2 separate regions of the Mus musculus genome follow, and region 1 is linked to region 2. The links are chromatin contacts, called in public promoter capture Hi-C maps. All regions are on one chromosome and are shown on one strand. The core of a region is the stretch at or near the end of the contact, and the rest is flanking DNA. Distances in the headings are between cores, read along the strand shown.

What was found. Promoter capture Hi-C pulls out the DNA fragments that hold promoters and counts their contacts.
Region 1: a contact with region 2 is called in a promoter capture Hi-C map of liver. The contact joins the promoter of Ripply1 here to the promoter of Serpina7 in region 2. A contact is called at or near these places in 2 of 39 promoter capture datasets (both in liver).

The regions. Positions count from the first base shown.
Region 1 is chrX:139,779,787-139,786,234 of GRCm38.p6, reverse strand. It overlaps Ripply1 (ripply transcriptional repressor 1), which reads left to right and starts at 3,882. Exons shown (of 4, transcript NM_001037915.2): 1 at 3,882-4,087; 2 at 5,047-5,122; 3 at 5,680-5,744; 4 at 6,223-6,448. The coding sequence starts at 3,924.
Region 2 is chrX:139,081,575-139,088,013 of GRCm38.p6, reverse strand. Serpina7 (serine (or cysteine) peptidase inhibitor, clade A (alpha-1 antiproteinase, antitrypsin), member 7) reads left to right here and starts at 2,795. Exons shown (of 6, transcript NM_001382372.1): 1 at 2,795-2,826; 2 at 4,116-4,209; 3 at 4,296-4,943; 4 at 5,791-6,064. The coding sequence starts at 4,313. 4930513O06Rik (RIKEN cDNA 4930513O06 gene) reads right to left here and starts at 1,771. Exons shown (of 4, transcript NM_029174.1): 1 at 1,619-1,771.

The DNA.
Region 1 (6,448 bases), core at 2,633-5,132, 700 kb before region 2:
CAGGCAGTTAACACTCTGGTATAGGGAACCTGGGTTTTGCTGTAGGGAAGGAGGATACTGTCCTGGAGGGAGAGCACAGAGGAGGGTGGATAAGGCCAAGGCTCAGGAGAGAAGGGATTAGCCTTTAACAAAAGGGGCACCTTGTCCACTGTTAGGACAGGGTGGAGGGAGGGAAGGACTTTGGAGAGGCAAGTCAGTTTTGGGGGTTGGGCAGGGCACTGAGGTAATCCATCCTTGAAGGCCTCTGTTTTCTCAGGGAAGTAGGAGGAGAAGTTGTTCTGAGCAGGGAGAAGGGTGGGGCAGGAACATGGTAGGTTGCTGAAGGAAATTTGGAATGAGGCCCAGAGACACTTGGAGGTTGCTCTGGGGCCTTGACAAGGGAACCTGTCTGAGGTTGGTGGAGGGGTTCCGGTTTGGCAGAGGCTAATTGGTTTTCCTCCACCCTCTAAGCTGTGAGCCTTTTGGGGCAGGAGCCACAACACTTTCCTCTTTCTAGCCTATCTCTTTGCCAAGCAATGTTTAACAAAGTGTTGGGCCCAGAGAGCGCTAGGATTCTTCTCAGGAAAGTCTGAGGAAACAATAACTGACAAAAGCCTGCACACTATAGTTGATAGAGAAAAATAGGTGTCATCTAATTGTCTTTATTAGTAGTTGCCCTGTTTGGCTTCGGCTGATCTTTCCCGCCACCATTTTGACCTGCTCATTCCTGTTCTGTCCTAACTACAAGAGAGAGCAGTCAGGCTCTGATTATTTCTGTTCAGCAACAGGCCTCTAATCCAACAACTGGGGCCAGTGCCTTTGTCTCCTCCACGGCTGAGGGAGTGTCAGAGCAGGTGTATTGGGAGACAGGCAGAAGGCTCCCTCGGAGTTAGGTGAGCATGCTGGATGCTGAGTAGAAGGCGATCCATGAAGCCTGCTTTGGGGAGGGAAGGGACTAGCTGAAGGGATACAGTTTTTAAGGTCAATGGTGGCATGGTGAGTGACATAACTAAGTCAGGTTGAAATGACCTGGGACCTCCAGAGAAATACGTGCTCCCCTCGCCTTCCCTCTGACCTCTTTTGGATGGTGAGAGGTCACCTAGAGAGAGGTCAAAAAGATTCCAGGGGGTAATAATATGCCTTGGGTTCTGTCCGATTTTGCATGCTGTCTCTTTTCAGCCCAGTCTGTTTGGCTTTCGTCCTTCGTTCTCTCAGTCTCATCCCTCCTTTTAGCAAATTTCCATAGAAATTTGGGGATAGCATTCCCTCTTAGAGCCAGCATCCAGCTCCAACTTAAAATGCAGCATCAGAGAGCTTGGCCCAGTCCTAGGTAGAGTAGCCCACTGGGCTCATTTCACTTCCTATAATAAACCTCTGTTTGTGGATGGAACATACAGTGCCAGGCCCTTAGGTGGTTGAACTGTTAAAAAACAATTTACTTAGATTAAGCCAAAACGAGTCTTCCTTTAGCTGCTATCAATGGGCCTCTCTGTCTTTGAAGTCACACAGGACAAGTATAATTCAGTGCGGTCCAATCCTCAGGTATTTCAAAATGGCTGCCACAACCCCAAGAAATTTCTTGTTTTGTGGATAAATGTTTTATATATACAGTTTTATTCATCAGTTAAAACAGATAATGTATACTGTTTTTAATATATATTCTTTGGATATGTATTCAATATATATTTGAACTTCTCTTGCATATGTAGCAGAGGATGGCCTAGTTGGCCATCAATGGGAGGAGAGGCCCTTGGTCTGGTGAAGATTATATGCCCCAGTACAGGGGAATGCCAGGGCCAGGAAGTGGGAATGGGTGGGTTGGGGAGCAGGGCAGGGGAAGGGTATATAGGGGACTTTGGGGATAGCATTTGAAATATAAACGAAGAAAATATCTAATAAAAAAATCAATAACTAAAAAAAAAAGAGTGAAAAGCATAAGGTTGAGAAATATCCCTTAGAACTAACCCGTTTTGATAAGGAAAACATGTGGAATGTACAGAATGCACAGCAGAAAATGCTGTTCAGTTTTCTTCTAGGTAAAAGAAAGGATAAAGAACATATTTGTGTTGTAAAAACATAAATGTCATGTTTTTCATGAACTGAGAAGTTATGCAGCCTATATTCACCATGCCTTCCAGATCAGCCCCACGTCCATAGTAACTCAACTTTGTGTTCTCATTCATTTATACTTTTTGGGTGGAAATTGTTTCAAAACATCATGATATAATAAAGGAGGTAAAACTTCGCCTTACTCTCTTACTCCCAGAGCCAACAGTTGCAGCATCCTTCCCTCTAACTTTTTAATTTTTTTTCTGTGCATTCTGTACATTCCACATTTTTTCCTTATCAAATGGGATTATCCTAAGGGATATTTTCGAAACTTGCGATGTTTTTCACTCTTGAACACACTGGCTGTTTACGCATTCTTCCACCAGAACATTCTTCCACCAGGACAGTTTTAATATGAAGTCGTTTTCTTTCTTTTTTCTTTTTTTCCCTCTTTCTGGGAATAGGGGTTGAAGCCTGCTGTGTGTTTGCTCTACCACAGAGCCATATCTTTAGCTCTGTCCTTAACTTTTTTTTCTTTGCTGTACAGATCTGAATAAGGTCGGAAGTCATGCTGAGTGGCGATCAGTGGGGTCTCCATAAGAAACCCATGGACAAAATTCGTCACAGCATTTAGCATCCAGCTTTCACAAGCTTGTGCATTGATGACATGATTTTGACTATCTGCTTAGTATGTGATTACAAGATTGGCCACAATTAATAAATCTAATGGGTTTCCTATTATTGGACACTGAGGTTGTTTCTAATTTCTGACCATTACAAGCCAGGCTGTGATGAATATTTGAGACACTAAGTCTGGGCAGGTGCTGGCCACTGAGATCAGGAGAAATATTTTTGAAACCTCTAAGCATGAAGTGCTTGCCAGTTGTTGTAACTGGAAGCGTTTTGGCAAAGGCCCAAAAGCTGGCTAATGCCAAGGACTCTGCCTCAAACCTTTTGGCTCTCTAGGGTCACTAGTCATTACCCAGCTCTTTGTCACAGAGGGTTCAGGTTGGCAGGGCCTTGGGGACCCACTGAGCCAGCACCCTCGTCTCACGTGAGATGAGGCCTGGGATGGTCCTTTGGCCAGCCAGTGCTGGGCAGAACCCTTCTAGTCTCCAGCACCTGGGCTCCTAAACTAGAAACTGAGCTGTGGCATTTGGAATCTGCCCTGCAAACTCCCTGGGCCCGCTCTGCTCCCCACACCACACCACTCTCTGCGGAGGCGGTGGAGGGGCTTTAGGAACTTTTGCAAGTCAATTGAGCAGGGAGAGGGGTGGGGAGGGAATTGAAAAGATGACTTGAGGTTTGCCCAGCAGGAGACTGGACAGGCCCCACCCAGAACCCTTCTTTATCCTAAGCCACATGACATACTTCGTGGCAGTGACCCCGTATCAGGGACCACCTGGCAAATCTCCTTGGGATTTGAGCTGAAAGAGCTGGTGAGTCTGTCACTCTTCTTTTCTCACTGGGAACCAGCTTTGCTAAAGGCTCTTGTATTCAGCCTTCTGTCCCAGACAAGCCTGGCTGCCTTTGGGTACTAATGAGAGCCCCTCCTTCCCACCTTGGGTCCTGATCCTGCCTGGGGAATTCACACAAATGGTGTGAGATTTATCCCTTCTTTATTTTCCTTACTGACTTGGAGCTGTAGCAGACCCCTCACCTCCTCCCCAGACCCTGTTTACTCAACTGGGAGAGATTTCACACCCAAGAACACAGCTCTCTCTCCAAGATCCCCCTCCCTAGATCTTTACCAGCATCCCTCATCCCCCATCCTTGCATTGCCTGAATAATTGATGAGTCAAGGCAGGGCTTATAAAAGGGTCTCTAGGGGAAAAGCCAAAAGAGTGCTGAAGGTTCTGAGAACTGGAAGAGCTGTCTGGCTTGGTGTCCCAAGGATGGACCCCGCTGCCTCTCCTGCTGCTGCCCCTCCTGCTGCCCCTGCTGCTGCCCCAGCTGCTGACCCTGCTGCTGACCCTGCTGCTGCCCTCCCTGGCCAGGCCTTGGCCCAAGCCCCTGCCCTAGCACAAATCAATGGACAAGAAGGTGCTAGGAATGAACGGTAAGTGCAACTTAGCCTTTGACAGTCTGAACCCAGGCTTAGGGAGCTGCGGGCAGGAGAAGGTGTGACGCCCATGGTGGTGTCTGGTTCTCTTTGAAGGGGAGAGACAACAGAGAGCCTCAGCCCTTCTTCTATACCTTTGGCTGGAAATAGTTTGCCTCACGTATCATTCCAGGTGACGGGGAAGGGCGCTGAGAGAGAGAGAGAGAGAGAGAGAGAGAGAGAGAGAGAGAGAGAGAGAAAGAGAGAGAGAGAGAGAGAGAGAGAACATTGCCAAAGCTGGAAGCCAAGTAGCCTGAGCTTCATAGGGAGTCCATACAATTCACTGAGGGAACAGGAGAGGCTACTGTGGAAGCTAGGCTTAACGCAACCTGGACTATGGGACCCAGATGGTAGCAGGTAACATAGAGTGACAGGGCCAAAGTCTGAAGAGGCCTTTTGTTGGGGGGGGGGGTTGCTGCCTCTGTCCTGAGCATGCCACGTTTCCTTTTCCTTGTCTCTGAGAGTCTAGAGGAGAAGCAACAGGCCCAGGAGTATTCGAAACCATTTCTCTAATTAGGAAGATGGCAGGGTTCTGTTCTCAATTCTTTGATATCAGAAGCTGGCAGTAAGATAGATCCTCCCTATACAGCAGGCATTCTCTTCTTCCAAACATTTCATGTTCACATTCAATCAACATTTGCTCAAGCCACTCCTTGCACAAGGTAATGTACTAGGGCTTGGCTAGGGGCAAATGTGCCCATACATATCTTTCATCTTAGAAGGGCTCCATCAGACAATGACAAAGCAGTGGGGTAAGAGCAGCGATGACATTGTTGGAGCAGAGAGGAAGGGTATCTGTCCCAGACTTGGCTCAGTTGTCAGGGAACCAGAGGAGTCCTGGAGCACATGGCTTGTGAGTCAAACCTTCAGAGGAAGCCTGTGTTTACATCTTGTACCAATTTATCTCTTTGTCACAGGGCAGCTTATCTTTGGAGACCCTGGCTGTCCTCTATAAACGACCAGCCAAGGCAGGCGAGGAGTCTGGTGGACTGGGTGAGTTTGATGCCCTGTGACATGTTTGCACAGACACTTACAGCCATGTCCCTTCTCAGAAATCCCCTGACCCCAGTCCCAGGATGGACAATCTGGGAAGGCATTTTGCCAACTCTGCTAACATTTCATCCCCACAGTAGCTCTAGGAGGAAGGCAGGACCAAAGCTTCCATGACAAATGAGACTAGGAGATCAAAGCATAGCGTGGGTAAGGGACCTGGGCTGGACTCGCAGTCAGTGTATTATGTATGGAGCTGGTGCTGGGATTCAGGTCCCTTGGTGCCTTGCCTCAGAGCTTACTTACTCTTCTCCCTGAATGTTTTGTCCTCTAAGAGAACTCTGCCCCCTGTATCGCCTCCAAATGGGCACTGAAAGAAAACACTCCCCCAGGACTTGTTTTCAACCAGCTCGAAGACAGACCCCTTGCTGTAGGGCAGGGCTGGGAGGTGGCTGGATCCCAAGGCATGCCTAAAGCATGGAGATTGTCAGAACCTGCAGGTTTCTGACTTTTCTATGGGAGAGGCAGTTAAGCCACATGCTCGCTTTTGCTTTGGACAGGCTGATAATAGGGCGACAGCGGCTGAGGCTGCCAAGACTGACTCTGACTTCCATCACCCGGTCAGGTAAGCTTCTGGCGTTCAAGTTCAGACTATGACAAATAGCCACAAGCACTGCATACGCTCATGACAAGGCCATGATGCAGGAGGAAAGAGGCCATGCGACTTAATAGGCCAAAGTGACTTGCCCCTGAGGCCCTCCCTGTCCCTGAGCTCTCAGAACGAAATCCTGTGATTCCAACCAATGAAAGATCCCTTAGTAGGAAAAGAGGCACTGGAATGACGGAACTGTTAGTGAGGCTGGCACTAGAGTTGTGAGGCTCTGGGGTGACTCACTGTACCACAGTGGTAGGCCTGTCAGAGGTGATGTCCCTTCCGGGAACCATTTTGTAGCAGTTGTAAAGGTTCTCTGCTAAAGCTCCTTCTTCCCTCTCAGCCTTTCACTGCAGCTGGTGACTGGCTTGGGCTTCTTTCTTGGCCCTACTGGCCCTTCTGCATTTGAGATTTGCCTAAGGTAGGTGCCCTGTTTCTTCTCTGTCCACAGGCTCTACTGGCCCAAGTCCCACTCCTTTGACTACCTCTACAGTGCTGGGGAGATATTACTAAACAACTTCCCTGTCCAGGCCACCATCAATTTATATGAGGATTCTGACAGTGCAGACAATGAGGAAGACAAGGAGGAGGAGGAGGAGGAGGAGGAGGAGGAAGATGATGAAGAAGAAGAGGAAGATGAAGACAAAGATGTCAATGAGAATGAACCAGAAGTGTGT
Region 2 (6,439 bases), core at 1,546-4,045:
GTATTTATCAAAATTAATGTACATAATTTGGGATCTTAATGAATTAATTGAAATGGTAACACTTTTAAGTTATGTTCTAGTCACTGTGCTATTGAGATTAGCTTAACACAATGCTAAAACTATGCTAAATATAATTATAAGAGGAGAGACCTTAGATTAAATATCCTATAGTGGGGAGAGGGAACTTGTAGAGTCTACCTCTAGTGGAAAGACAGGGCATCAAGTGAGGAATGGGTTTACCATTCTATGGTTAAAAGCTCTGACCCAGAATTGTTCCTGTCTAAAGGAACCACAGAGACAAACAGAGGAAAAGAACCTGTCCAGTGACAGGCCCAAATTGGGGTGCAGCTCAAGAGGAGGCCCTAGGACTTGACACTGTTGCTGATGCTATGGTGTGTTTGCAGACAGGCACCGAGCATGGCTGCCCTACAAGAGGCCCAACAAACAGCTGAGTCAGATGCAGATACCCAACCAGGACAACACCTGGATAGAAGCTGGGGATTCCTGTGGTTGAATTGAGGAAGAGCTGGAAGAAGCTGAGGAGGAGGGTGACCCCATGGGAAGACCAGCAGTCTCAACTAACCTGTATCCCTGAGATCTCTCAGACACTGAGCCACCAGTCAGGCAGCATATACCAGTTGATATGAGGCCCCCGACAAATATACAGCAGAAGACTGCCTGGTCTGGCCTCAGTGAGAGAAGATATACCTAACCCTCGACAGACTTGGGGCCCCAGGGAGTGGGGAGGTCTGAAGGGGTAGGAGGGTAGAGGGGTCAGGGGTGGGAGGGTGGGAGGATGGGTACATCCTCTTAAAGAAGGGAGGAGGAGGTATGGGATGGGGAGCCGTCAGGGGGTAGACTGGGAGAGGGATGAAGAGTGGACTGTAAAATAAGAATAAAAGAATAAAAAAATTAACAAAAGAATGTGTTTGCTGAAAGCAGAAGTATAGGTTGTATATTTCAGTGAGAGGAGAAACCAATTTCTGCTGATGAAATGGAAAAGAATTAGGAGTTTTTGAAATCTCAGAATGGGTAAGGTAGGCACTGTGAAATGAGCTTCTGAACAATATTTTTGTATAGTTTCAGTATGGTTTTGATGTGTCTGCTAAGAGTTCATGTGTTGAAAGCTTGGTCTTCATCAAGTAGAGGTACTGGGAACTTTGTGAAGTAAGGTTTGGTATTAGACTATTGTCCACTTTCCTTAGGAGGGATCAAGTCAGTGCTTGGTGTGTACTTGACTAAGTTCTTTTAAAAATTGGTTGTTTTAGTTTTCAGCTGTTGTCTCATTGTGTAACCCACTGGCTTAAAATTCATAATTTGATCTTCCTGCCTCTGTTTCCCTAGTATGTATGTATGTATGTATGTATGTATGTATGTATGTATGTATGTTTGTATGTATGTATGTATTATGTATGTATGCCAGTAGGTAAGTATGTATATGTATGTGTGTATGTAGTATGTATATATGTATGAATATATATATATATGTGTGTGTGTGTGTGTGTGTGTGTGTGTGTCCCATCTGATTCCTTAAGTTAATTTTCATTGAAAACCTGAACCTATGCCATTGTCCAAATATGCCACCAGAGGGCACAGGTTTAGAATTTTCTTTTCTTACCTTGTGTCTTCTCCAAGGGTTTACTGGATCTTACAGCATCTGAGAAAACAGAAAATATGTTGTATTATTAGGGTAGAATTCTAACTGAACTAAAAGTCAAGAGACTCAAACTTGGTATGGTCTTTCTCTGGGACCAGTGACCATCCTGTATGTGAGATGTGACCAACTGAGTTTGGGAAGTGGGGTCATGAGATCATAATGACCACTATGATGAAGTATGAATGCGCTGTATTAAGCTTTAAAACCCTAGTGCTCAATCTGGTGTTTTGTTACTATAGAGCTTTACTGTATTTGATTGAAAATGTAAATTACATAATATAGTCACCCTTACTGACCCCACTTTCTTTTCTACACCACCCCCAGTGTCTTCCCAATTGAGTTAAGTTTAAGTGTTTCATATTTATTTTAGATTTCAAGTCCTTCCATAAACTATATGTAGCATTAACTTGAACTAGCCCAGATAGTTCCCTACTCCCTTGATTAACAAATTGTCCCTTAAGGTAGTTCTTGAGGTAGCCATGTGGGAAATCAGATACTTTGTGTCTTGTCCTGTGCATGGTCAAATAGTAGAGAAGTCACTTTTATCAGTATCACTATACCTAGAAAGTGACAGAGGCTAAACTGGAGTTTCTGAATGAAATCTGTTTGTCTCATCTGCTTCTTTGTATTTAGCACACAGCCAATCTCAGTAAGAAGCTAGTAGTCTTAATTCCACATTCCTGGCCCCATTTGTACTATATTTTGGAGTCCTTGGGTTAGGGGGAGGTGTAGTGGATTTTAGTGATCAGAAGAAATGACGCGTTTCCCTTTGAGCACTAAAAAGCCTAGTTTCGACAACATGTTCTCCACATATACACAAACCATCCTATAACACCAATTCAAAAGAGTCCCCAAGTCTCTTGTCTGTAAACCTTCTTCTCAAATGTAATCATGGCCTAACACTGACAGGAAGAACTATTTTGAATGAAGTATGTATGCAGAAGCCAAATCTTATCTAAATTTTACCCAGAGTACAAACCTTAATTTTTAAGCCCTTTTTTTTCCACTTGGTCTTTGTTTTGTGCATCAGCTTTGCAAATGTCATCCCAGAGTTCATGGCATGGTTAATTTGTAACCAGGAATGCTCTAGTTTTGCAATAGAGGGCATGTTATAAAGACTGAATGGTGTTGCTATCTGAGAGATGCAAGTGGCTTCTTGGGCATGTGCTGTAAGTAGTTTTTCTCCTTGGGAACATTGAACATTGCTAACAAGTCAGAGGCCCAAATACCTGTGATTTTGTTTAGGAGGCAAGAGTGCTCATCTGATAATTGACCCTCTAACCAGCCTTAATGACTTTGATAGGAAGAGTACTCTGGTGATGAAGTAGAGATTTGACCTAAGAGTGGACGAAGGAAGGTTGGAGAGGATAAGAGGCCCTCTGTCCTGCTAGGAGCTGATAAATTCATTAAGGCCTTAAGCTTAGGCAATGGCAAGTGACTGTAGAGATGGAGTGAAAAGAAATTCATATGTATTTAGGCAGTATCCATTGGTCATCATGACCATTAGAGGTGATGAACAAAAACAAAGCAAGCCCTTTTGATCTGGGTCTGTCTATAAACAGTGGTGGAGTATATTGAGATATGGATTGAAAATGAAGGAGTAGGTTCGTGGAGTTAAGAGAGAGAAGGTGTTTACATTTGGAAACATATATTCCAAAGGAGGCTGAAGTCCTAGTGGATAAATAGCAACTGGGTAGATGAGTAAGGATTTTGTAAGACAGTATGGATTAGGAGGATTTCTATATTATAGCAGTTTATACCTAGGACAAGGCTACTCATAAAGAACATGACAGTCTTAGGAAGGGGTCTTATACTGGCCCCATGGATCTCTTCTTTTAAACTACTGGTGTATGATTATTGTGTCTCTACATCTGGCTCTTTGTTTCTTTGTACTGTTTTATGCTTAGAAAACTAATAATTCCAAGAAGATATGCATACTCAGAAGAATAAGATCTGTTAGAAGTGAGAAATGACTCTTCAGTTGGTACTAAAAGAATGAAGTCTCTAAAACATGAATGTTATACTTTCATTTTCCTCTTGTTTGAAAAATACTCTTGTGGCTCCCATACATTGCACAGGTGCATGAGTGTTGGTTTGTTATGTTGTACATGACTTGATAAACTATTGTTCTTCCAGCCCAACTAGTCATTTCTTGTAGGGGTTGTTCTCATTTTGTCATTTCAGAAATGTTACCTTAAGAAAACATCCATTTAAAATTGACATACACACTAACCAGACTTTTAATGTGCATGTAACATAAATAGAGGGAGTGCTTGTTCTGCCTAATGATTCGTCACACTCATAAACTGCCTTTAGTTCAAATGACAAGCAATTTGTTTTCCAGGAATGTAAATTAGTATCAGTATTTTCACGTGTTGTTACTACATGGTAATGAATTCATGACATCGTATATCTGTTGCCCAGGCAATCTATTTCTCCTACTCTTTCTTCCTAGTAGACATGTCACTGGTCTTTAGTGAGGAGAGAGACTACTGCTCCTTATTTCTTGCTGAACACACCATCAAATACTTGCTTTAGTTTTATAAATCAAGGTGGGTGACTTATGTTTCTCTGAATCAGAAACTGTTTCATATGTCTACACCCCCTCCCAACGGTTATCTCACTTCATGTTTTGTAGATCATCTTCATTCCAGAATGTCAGTGTTCTTCTATCTGTTTGTCTTGGTATTTGGGCTTCAGGCTACAATCCATTGTGCACCACATAACAGCTCTGAAGGCAAAGTAACGACCTGTCATTTGCCCCAACAAAATGCCACTCTCTATAAGATGCCATCTATCAATGCTGACTTTGCATTCAGTCTGTATCGGAGGCTCTCTGTGGAGAACCCAGATTTGAACATCTTCTTCTCCCCTGTGAGCATATCTGTTGCTTTAGCCATGCTTTCTTTTGGATCTGGCTCTAGCACCCAAACACAGATTCTGGAGGTGTTGGGGTTTAACCTCACAGATACTCCCGTGACAGAATTACAACAGGGCTTCCAACATTTGATCTGTTCATTGAATTTCCCAAAGAATGAACTGGAATTGCAGATGGGAAATGCAGTTTTCATTGGACAGCAGCTGAAACCATTGGCAAAGTTTTTGGATGATGTCAAGACCCTCTATGAAACTGAAGTCTTTTCTACTGACTTCTCCAATGTTTCTGCAGCCCAGCACAAGATCAACAGTTATGTGGAGAAGCAAACCAAAGGGAAAATTGTAGGCTTAATTCAAGGCCTCAAACTGAATATTATCATGATTCTGGTGAACTATATTCATTTCAGAGGTAAGGTGTCAAGAGTTGTCCCATGTATCACAGTGATTTTTCACTATTGGCCCCTATCTGTGCATTGTATTGGATTATTCCAGGATGACACACAGCTCTACATATGAATTCAGGAAATTTCTAGGGAGATAAAACTTTTAGAGATGTGGTTGACAATGTTATGAATGTCCTGATCCTATCAGGCTACATAATTACAGTTTGTAATATATTTAATGAGATGGGAAAAACCTGTGCTTGGGAAGTCAACTGAATTTCTATGTAAGAATAATATGATCCTTATTTCCTGTGTACATTTGGATACACTGCAAAAATACCTTGTAACATATATTAAGTACCTACTATGTGCTAAAGATTATGCTACAAAAACATGCCATTAATAATTTTCAGTGCTTATCCTTCCAAGCAAGACTGCCTAAACCTAAAGCTGAAGCTCTAAGCATCATGGTTCCTCTTGATTGTATAGATCCTGATTTTTTTAAGTTTGGATGAGTGGACTTTTTGGCATTAGTCACATACCTATATATACTTAAAATGGCAGAATAGTGTTTTCTAATTTCACCCATTTTTCTGGACACTCATATATCTTTTCATGGAAGGAGATTCTCTTTCAGGTGGGTGTAGAAAGTATAGTGTTTCTAAAACTGACTCTGAGGTCCAGCAGCATTGAAAAGGACTTCTGGTTTTCCCATATTGTAGCCAGATGAATACGTCAGCTGACTTTTTTTCTCTGATACTCAGTGAGTCACTTGTAGTTTCTTGGGAAACTGGTTAAGAGTAGGTAGTATTAATTATTAGCTGAATGACTAATGGTTTCAAAGAAACATCTCTCCTCTTTCTGTGTTTTAAGCCCAGTGGGCAAATCCTTTCCGTGTATCTAAAACTGAAGAGAGTTCCAACTTCTCAGTGGACAAGAGCACCACAGTACAAGTGCCCATGATGCACCAGCTAGAACAATACTATCATTACGTGGATATGGAGCTGAATTGTACAGTACTTCAAATGGACTATAGTGAGAACGCCCTGGCACTTTTTGTCCTTCCAAAAGAGGGACACATGGAATGGGTAGAAGCAGCCATGTCATCTAAGACACTGAAGAAGTGGAACTATTTACTGCAGAAAGGGTAAATAATTTAGATGATATGGGGATCTAAATGTAGGCTTAAAGGTGTAGTTGAGGATGAGTTAAGGGGAAACCTAGAAGTAGGAACATTGCCCAGAAGCAGCTGGCTGTGGCATTATGATTGTTAAAATAGGTCCACAATATATAGTGTGCCTGATACTTTCCTGAATACATCCATAGTGTTTCATCTAAGCATTCTGGGAAAACTCCAAAGCTTGTAGTATTATGGATATTTGTAAAATTAGAAATTGTCATAGTTCCCCAAAGTGAGTACACTAGGAAACTGATACTTTTTAGGGAACAACTAAAACTTTGGGATGCATTAGATATGATGTTGGAGGTGAAGTGCACTTATGATGAGCTAGAACAGCAAGAT